Regions from separate parts of the Mus musculus genome. Here region 2 is linked to region 1. The links are chromatin contacts, called in public Micro-C maps. All regions are on one chromosome and are shown on one strand. Each heading gives the region's core, a stretch centred on a gene start, on an enhancer-like site or on the middle of the called end of the contact. The rest is flanking DNA. Distances are from core to core; before and after follow the strand shown.

The links. A called contact is a pair of places that touch in the nucleus more often than the background predicts.
Region 2: a contact with region 1 is called in a Micro-C map of trophoblast stem cells, with 3 times the contacts expected there. The contact joins two enhancer-like sites. A contact is called at or near these places in 3 of 15 datasets of contacts at CTCF or cohesin (the NIH/3T3 cell line and large pre-B cells), 11 of 484 Hi-C or Micro-C datasets (the G1E-ER4 cell line, the P5424 cell line, Sertoli cells and 8 more) and 3 of 9 other capture datasets (adipose tissue, liver and pancreatic islet).

The regions. Positions count from the first base shown.
Region 1 is chr17:73,895,034-73,899,036 of GRCm38.p6, forward strand. It overlaps Xdh (xanthine dehydrogenase), which reads right to left. Exons shown (of 36, transcript NM_011723.3): 27 at 3,928-4,003; 28 at 3,283-3,378; 29 at 2,649-2,777; 30 at 1,974-2,048; 31 at 711-763. Among named protein-coding and RNA genes, the nearest start is that of Xdh, 53 kb to the right of the region's middle. Within about 2 kb of position 1,903, at least 7 of the 459 cell types and tissues checked have an H3K27ac peak or open chromatin away from gene starts, as enhancers often do. A contact at or near this core is called in trophoblast stem cells, where this site is marked.
Region 2 is chr17:73,987,784-73,991,786 of GRCm38.p6, forward strand. No RefSeq gene overlaps it. Among named protein-coding and RNA genes, the nearest start is that of Gm30983, 5.8 kb to the left of the region's middle. Within about 2 kb of position 2,303, at least 12 of the 459 cell types and tissues checked have an H3K27ac peak or open chromatin away from gene starts, as enhancers often do. A contact at or near this core is called in trophoblast stem cells, where this site is marked.

The DNA.
Region 1 (4,003 bases), core at 653-3,152:
AAGCCAGCATGCTTCTTCTCTGCTCCTGATGGTGGATGTGCTGTGACCCAGTCGCTAAGGCTCCTGCTAATGCAGGACCATAACTTAGACTTATGAGCTAAACCCTTTCTCCCATACATCGTTCTCATCAGGGCATTTATTATAGCAATCGGACAGTAACTATAATCGTATCTTTTTATAACTCCAAATGGGAATGGGGGGAGTCTCTAGCTAATCACACAGTGATACAATTTTAAGACTATCAAATACGTATGTTCCCTCCTATGGCTCACTGCACTAACAAAGTTCCACCATACTCTGTATGTTGTAAAGAGACCACAGACTCTAAATCCTCCTGTTCTCCTGAGGGAAAGTCACTATGAAGAAACCCAGTGTTCTGCCCAAGGAAACATGCAGGTTGCCCAGACACATGTCGTGGTGCAGCTCAGTGCCATGTCCTATAGAATGCGGCACAGATTCGCCCTTCTTCTAGGAAACAGCATACTCAAAGGTCTGGAACTGGAGTCTTCTAACACAGCAGTTCCCGTGTTTGTCCCCTCATACTTAGTTGGTAATTGTACATAACGAAGCATCTTTAGACTGAATGAAGTCAGCGTGAGTCCCACTGACATGATAAAGGTTTTAGGGTTGCTGATTTTGTCTGGCCCTGGGCCAACCAGCATTCAGGGCTGTCAGCATGTGAGAGTGGGCAGGATGAGGATCATACTCACTTATAAAATCCAGTAGCAGACAAGCTCACTGCACTAGTGTAGGCATCCATGACCTGAGGAAGACAAGGGGCATCAGGAAGGGACATTTGTGGTAGACCCAGCCCACTACTAAGACATCGTTATTCCCGTATTGCAGATGAGGAAACTAAAGGCTTAGAGAAAACAGTTTTCGACCTAGCATCTATACTAGGCGTACAATAACGTACAATATAATATCTATATTAGTGACTGTGGATGACTAGCCTGTGTCACCTGCTCATAACGAATCCTGGACTACATAGCTGGTAACACTGGACGAAGCTCAAGTTGAGTGAAAGAAAATTATCAACAAGGCTGTTGTGAAGAATGCTCCAATTGCCTGACAAACCTATGCACAAGCCACCAGAATTAAATTAAATGCATATGGTACTTAATGACGTGAATGGAAAGGGAAGTTAAGATCAGACAGGGAGTGGAAAAAGAGTAGACATGACATGGAAGCTTGTTTTCTCTGAATCTGGTGAGATGGGTTGTACTACCATTTAGTTCATGTACAGTCCCATTTTGGTCCCTCTCCTTGGTCCCTCCAGTGTGTGTGTGTGTGTGTGTGTGTGTGTGTGTGTGTGTGTGTGTGTGTGTGTGTTTTGCACTGCTAGAAGTTGAACCTAGGACCTTGCATATGCCCATCCCTTGACTTCTTGAGACAGTGTCTTTCTGCATATCTCAGGCTAGCCTCTAGTTCATGAACTCTCTGTCTCTACATATGATTACAGGCGTGCAATATCTCTAAAAATTCTTTGTATACAGACACATCTAGTCTAGAAAGAATTCAGACAACTAGGCTCGTTCTTATTGAGATTCTCTGTTTTATCACTCCTAGCATCTATTGGGACATCTAGATCTCTCATGGATGACATTTTCAGTTGCCCCAGACTTGAAAGTTGGGTAAGAGGGCTGCCAGGGAAGCCCTCAGAGACATGGAGTTTTAAGAAGACACACCTCACTGGGCCTGATGATATATGTATAGATCCACACCTGAGTGAGCGAAGCCATCATGTGGAGGTGCTTAAGACAAACAATCCATCCTTCCAGGCTTGGGGAGGCCAGAGCTCTAATCTCCACAAGAATGAACTTGTTCTTACCCTGTGACTCAGACAGAGCTCATTGTCTCCAAGTAGGTGACTAGGCCATCATCTCCTACATGTGTTAGGTAGGGACAAAAGCCCTGTGTCACTGATGTACTTTTCCTTTGTAAAAAAGCAGCTTAGACCAGCTCAGACTTACCCAGCTCTCCCAGGAGCCTGAGGGATTCTTTTTCTTGAAGGGCTCCAGTCTTTTCAGTATGGTCTGACAGGCTTCCTGGAGGAACCCCACCAGACACCAGACACATCAGTGCTCTGCCCTCTGTACCAGGTGACACCCAAGCCACTTACACCGCTCAATGGTCTGCACAGTAGGCCACCATTAGCTCTTGTTTAGAGAGCCCTCCTGACACCATGCCTAGGCTGACAGAGAGGGAACTTCTGATGGACACCCCCCCTCCCAGGAGGTACCTCTCCTAGTCTGCTCCTTGTTTGAGGATATATCTCTCATGTGAGAAAGAAGCAAGTATCTGGGATCCTGCTGACCCCATAGTCAAATATCAATTTTAATCCACTATCTTGGATTAAAACTAGCTAGTTCCAGCCCAGGGTAGTATTCCTTCTCAGAATCCACTGCCTTCATTCTAATCCCCTCCTTCTCTGGATCCAACATTCCTGGCTTTGATAGACATGATTAGGCTGGAGTCTCTCTATTAGCTGGCCATATGGACCAGACCATCCTCCTGAATAGCAGAATGAAGTCATGACCATTGCCAATATTCTATTACAGACCATCAAGGAGACCTCTTGAGACACCTCACCCCAAACCCAGAGCCCATCCCCAGCGGCTCAGGTTTCCGCTAGACTCCTCACTTACATAAATGGCCTGGCCATTGAGGTCAGCGCTGGCAGAGGCAGCCGTGGGAGAGGTGTTAGGGACAGTGTTAGTGCTTGTCTCCGTTATATGGATCTTGGAAGTGGGGATTTTCAGAGCTCTGCTGGCCACCTGCAACAAAGGAGATGTCACTCTCTAGGACAGAGGTTATCATGGAACTTGGCTGTCCTCTTCCCAGTCTGGTAAGCTCTCTAGTCTGTTGATTCTGGAATGTCAAACCTGGCTGGGTTTGAAGGAGCACTTTTTGTGGGGTCTGGTTGGCTAAGACATCTATAAGCCCGTTTTAAAAACACTGGAATTTCTTTTTAAGTCTGGATAAACCTCAAGAGCCAAGCAGATGTTCTGATATCAATCCAGCACCATTAGCCCTCCTCCCCTTGAAGTCTCACTGAGCTGGGAAAATGAGCTATTTTCATACATACAAGGAGCTCAGAGCCCAGGATGCTGGTAATGGACATACCCTGGGGGATTATCTAGTCAGTAGCAGAAATAAGAAGGGAGAAGACTTCTCTACGGCCATGTGTGATGTTTTCTCAGGCCTGATGCTTCTCCTGGCACATCACCCAGCATCTTTCTGGACACCAGACATCCCAAATGTGGTCCCCAGGCTTCTCACCTGAACCATCTTGGTGTGAAGGCCTTGACCCATCTCAGTACCTCCATGTGTCAGCAGCACCGACCCATCCGTGTACACGTGGACCAAGGCACCCCCCTAAGGAAAGAGAAGGCCAACCACAACATTTGGTAAATCCTGAATCCACTCAAGCTTTGAAACTGAAGATACAGAGCCCAGGAAGAAGAAATCCATTAACCATGGTTTAGTTTAAAAAAAAAAAAAAAAAGACCCAAGCGAAAATTAAACAGTGTAAACCTCATTATTTAATTAACTAGCCCTTCAGGAGTTAGAGAAACGCTTTCATTTCTCTGTGTATCTTGCCTTGAGAAGGAAATAGGTCACTTCTCCACTTCTCTCTGTCCCTATGCGATTCTTGAAGAAAGAGAATGAAGAAGCCGAGTGACTGTCTTGTAGCCATGAAAGGTAAGAACTAGAAGGCTGACCCCAGATCCCCATCTCACCCTCCTTCACACACTACACTAGCAGCAATATGCAAATTTTATTTCAGAAGCAGAGAGAGCCTCCTAGTCAGGCCTGTTACCAGAGATGAGAGGCTTCTTTTATCCAAAAAACGAAAACAACAACAACAAATCAGTACTGGAATGGTGTGCCAGAGGATATGGCCAAGTTACCTAAAGCAATTACCTGGTTCAGAAAAGAAAGTGTGAAGCTTATTCCAAACTTAGTCGGGATTATACACAGCCCTCTCTTTTTCCAACAG
Region 2 (4,003 bases), core at 1,053-3,552, 93 kb after region 1:
TTAATAAGAAGTGAAGAAGTTCAGAGGGTAAAAAAATCAAGTTCTACCTTGGCCAGTTATGGTTATGATTAAAGACTCAAGCTCATTTATTGAGCAAACAAATACGCTTACATATTTGAAGAAAAGACATGATGAAACTTGAGATACAAATATAGGAATTACCAAAAATAGCTTATTAAATCATGCCATTATCTGAGATCTCTTGGGAAGTACCAAGAAAATAGGTCTTGACACTAAATTCTAGGAAACTCCAAATTTCATGATTATGTAAGTTGGTTAAGAACCATAAGAACTAAGAAAGTATGACCAAAAAGGTGACAAGGGAAAGAAGAATGTGGATTCTGAGAGCCAAAGCAATTCGTGGTTTTTGAGAAGTAAGTGTTATTGAACATTGATTCAGATAAGAAAATAAGATTGAGTATTGATGGTAACAAGCAACTTGGGGAGGAATTGCTTTATTTGCTTACACTTCCACATTGTAGTCCCTCGTTGAAGGGCATCAGGGCAGGAACTCAAGTGGAGCAGGATGCTGGAGGCAGGACCAGATAGAGAGGCCATAGAGGGATGCTGCTTATGTGGCTTGCTCAGCTGTTTTCTTATAGAACCCTGGACCACCAGCTCAGGGGTGGTACCACCCATAATGGGCTGGGCCCTGCCATATCAATCACTAATTATGAAGATGTTCGAATGGCTTATCTACAGCCCTGTTTTACGGAAACATTTTCTCCATAGAGGTTCCCTCCACTCGGATGACTACAGCTTATGTCAGGTTGACATAAAATTATCCAGTACAACGGATGTCACTGGTGCCCTCCCCAAACCTGGTTGGTATGGAGGTGTGAGATATAGGTAACTGAGGAGAAAATGGGAAATAGAATATGGAGAAATAAAACAGACACAGGCCTTTTGAAGAGTGTGGCGATCACGTGGCCAGAAATGTGGAACAGTAATTCAAACTGACTAGGGACATGGGTCTGTTTCTGAAAGAAGGGATCCTAGGCAGAAGCAGGAATATTCACACTGTGACAGGAGAGAGACTATTGCAAGTGGTTGATTTTGTGGTGGGAGTATGAAGCCAATGTTTCTGTTTTGTCCCTGAGACACCCAAGTTGTCTGAGTTTGCAAGGCCCAAGGAGATTCATGCTCTTTCAAAAACCAAAAATCAATAATGTCAACAACAACAACAAAATGGAGCAGTTTACCGTGTGCCCTATGCCATTATCACTTGATTGCATGCTTTTCTTGGGGACTGTTAGCTCCATAAAAATAAAATAGTGCTTGGTTTGTTCAACACTGGTTCTCCAGTGCCTGGAGAATTAATTGTGGAAAGGCAATAAAGTGGGTTTAATTAACCACTTACTCCAGCCAACAGATGTAAGAGACAAATACCAGCCTTTTACTTACGTGACTAAGAATTATTAGTCTTCACGGCAACTCTATAAATCTAGTACTTCTTGTATCCCCCATTTTGGGTAAACTGAGGACAGAGAGATGAAGCAATGTATCACCTTTGTGTCACTATAACAAAATACCTGACACAGGTTGAGGGGGGAGGGTGGGGGAGAAAGAGACAGAGAGATTATGATTTTGGAGTTTGAATATGCAAGGTTCTATTGGGTGACTTGATTGGTTGGCCTCTGATGTGGGCAGTAGATGGCAGAGCATCCTGGTGAAAGGGTGTTTTAGAATGTGAAATAAGGAGTTACCTCTCAGGTGGGATTCAGAGAAGCTCTGATATCTCACAAACCTCTTGAAGAGTGGACCCCCAATTGACCTAAGAGCCTCTTATTTGGCTCCACCTCTTAAAGGTTCCATGCCACTTTCCCTAGGAACCAAGCTTTGAATCAAAATGGACCCTTGAGAGGCACTCAAACCACATTCAAAGTATAGCAAGTAATTTGCCCATGGCTCCAGAATTAGTAAGTAAAAGCAATGAGATTCTAATCCAGGTAGTCCTGCTCCAGGGTCTGCCACTTAAATCCTATCCTGATGGGTTCACTGCAACATGCCTGTCCCCTACCATATAAGGTGTGTTAGGGCACTGATTAAACACCTAGAGAGCACTAGCCCTCCGCAGAATAGGAACAATGGGCAGGGCTCCCTCCCTTGTTCTCATTCACTCTCCAGGAGGGAGAACCTGCTCTAGAAACCACTGCTGTCTTTGTCTTCCCTGGTTTTGCACATGAGAGCATTTCTAAAAGCAACTAAGTCATGTGTAGGCAAATCCCCAACTGGTTCTGCTAGGAACAATGTCTGAAGTTCACATTAGGCTCAGAGAGGAGCAGACACAGGAACTGAGTCATTGGCTTCAGTTAGAAAGAAGACAGGATCTGGAAAAGTCCCTGAAGGGTCAGCAGTTGCACTGAGTCTGGGAAGGTACATAGACATTTGTGGGTAGACAAGGAGAGAAAGGGCTGCTGGACAGGGGTAGGAGAAGCCCCAGAGACACAAAGGCCTGGTGAGAGAAGGCACAGCTTCTAGTGCTGGGACTTTTCAATGTAGCTAAACTGAATCCTATACTGTTTTGTTTTGTTTTGTTTTGTTTTGTTTTGTTTTGTTTTGTTTTGTTTTGTTTTGGACAGTGTGTCTAAATTTGTCCTGTGCTGACCTTGAGTTTGTCGTGTAGTCAAGGATAGCCTTTAACTTTTGATTCTCTTGCCTTCACCTCCTAAGTATTAGAACTATTGGCATTTGTCACCTATATGCATGGTGACATGCATGGGGGCATGCATGCCCAGTTTGTACAGTACTAGAGCCCAAATCTATGGCTTTCTACATGCAAGCAAACACACCACCAACTGAGCTATGTACAGCCAAGGCATTTGACCTTGAGGTGTTCCCTGAGGTGAGACTATGCTCTTATCCTTTTTCATGGTCCAATCAGGATAGCAATGGGGCTGAAGGCCAAAGGTCTCCCTCTGCCTCCTATTCAGTGCTTACGGCAAGAACCTCCTTGGAGAAGGTTGAGCTGAGCTATCAAGACATCAGTGCAGTCAGAGAAAAAGGCTCAGCAGCCACTGGCATGCTCAGAATTGCCCATGACCCAGAACCCCATCAAATTCACAGCCACTGACTGAGCTCCACCATATGCTTTGATTTCCATTGAGCTCCCATGGCACAAGATCCCTCCACTCATTCTTCTAAGACTTGCTTGCCTTTCCCCAAACACTGTGTGCAGTGATTTTGCAATGTGGGAGAGATAGGAATGATCCTAGCTATTCTGGAGTCTATGTTATTAAAGGTATGGATTAAATAACTTGCCTTACAAGAACTTTAACCATATTGAGAAAAAACAAAAAACAAAACAATAGAAGCACAAAGCACCTCCCTGGGCCCTGGATTGGATTCCAGCCAGAGTGATGTTTAAACTGAGACTTGTTTTAGCAAAGAGGAATGGGAAAGAATTCTGGAGAGGATCATGTCAGAAGACTCAGAGGTAGAAGGAAAACTTCACATATGAGGAACTGTGAAGAGACCAGCATAAATGGAATATAGTAAAGAAAGCCACAGATGGGAAAATGTAGGGGGAGGTGCTGATACTAAAGTCTGGTTCCCTAATTGAGTCTTGATTTGGTCAATAAAGAAGATGGGAGCCAATTGCTGGGCGGAAGGAACAGGTGGGACTTCCGGATCCCAGGAGGAAAAGGAGACACAAGAAAAGAGAAAAGTTTTTTCGGCCAGGCTTTGGAACAAGGAGCATGGAACTGTTATGTAAGATCTTGGGGAAGCTAAAACCAGTGGCCTCCCCCAAGGAGGTCAGTGGAGGTGAGTTGATGTAGGCTAGCTGATAAGTTTAAGGAAGAAGATTCTGTGCTGAGCAATTGTGTTAGTAGGCAAATTCTGAAGTAAACAACCTGCCTGCGTGTTTTTCATCTATAGAGCAAAGGTGAGCAGAGAGAGAAAGAAGCCTGGTTGTTGATGGCAAAGCTAAGCCAGAAGGAACAAAAGAGAAGCCAGGAGTGGGGCTAAAGGCAGCCAATCCTGGAGCTAAGCCTAGAGGGGC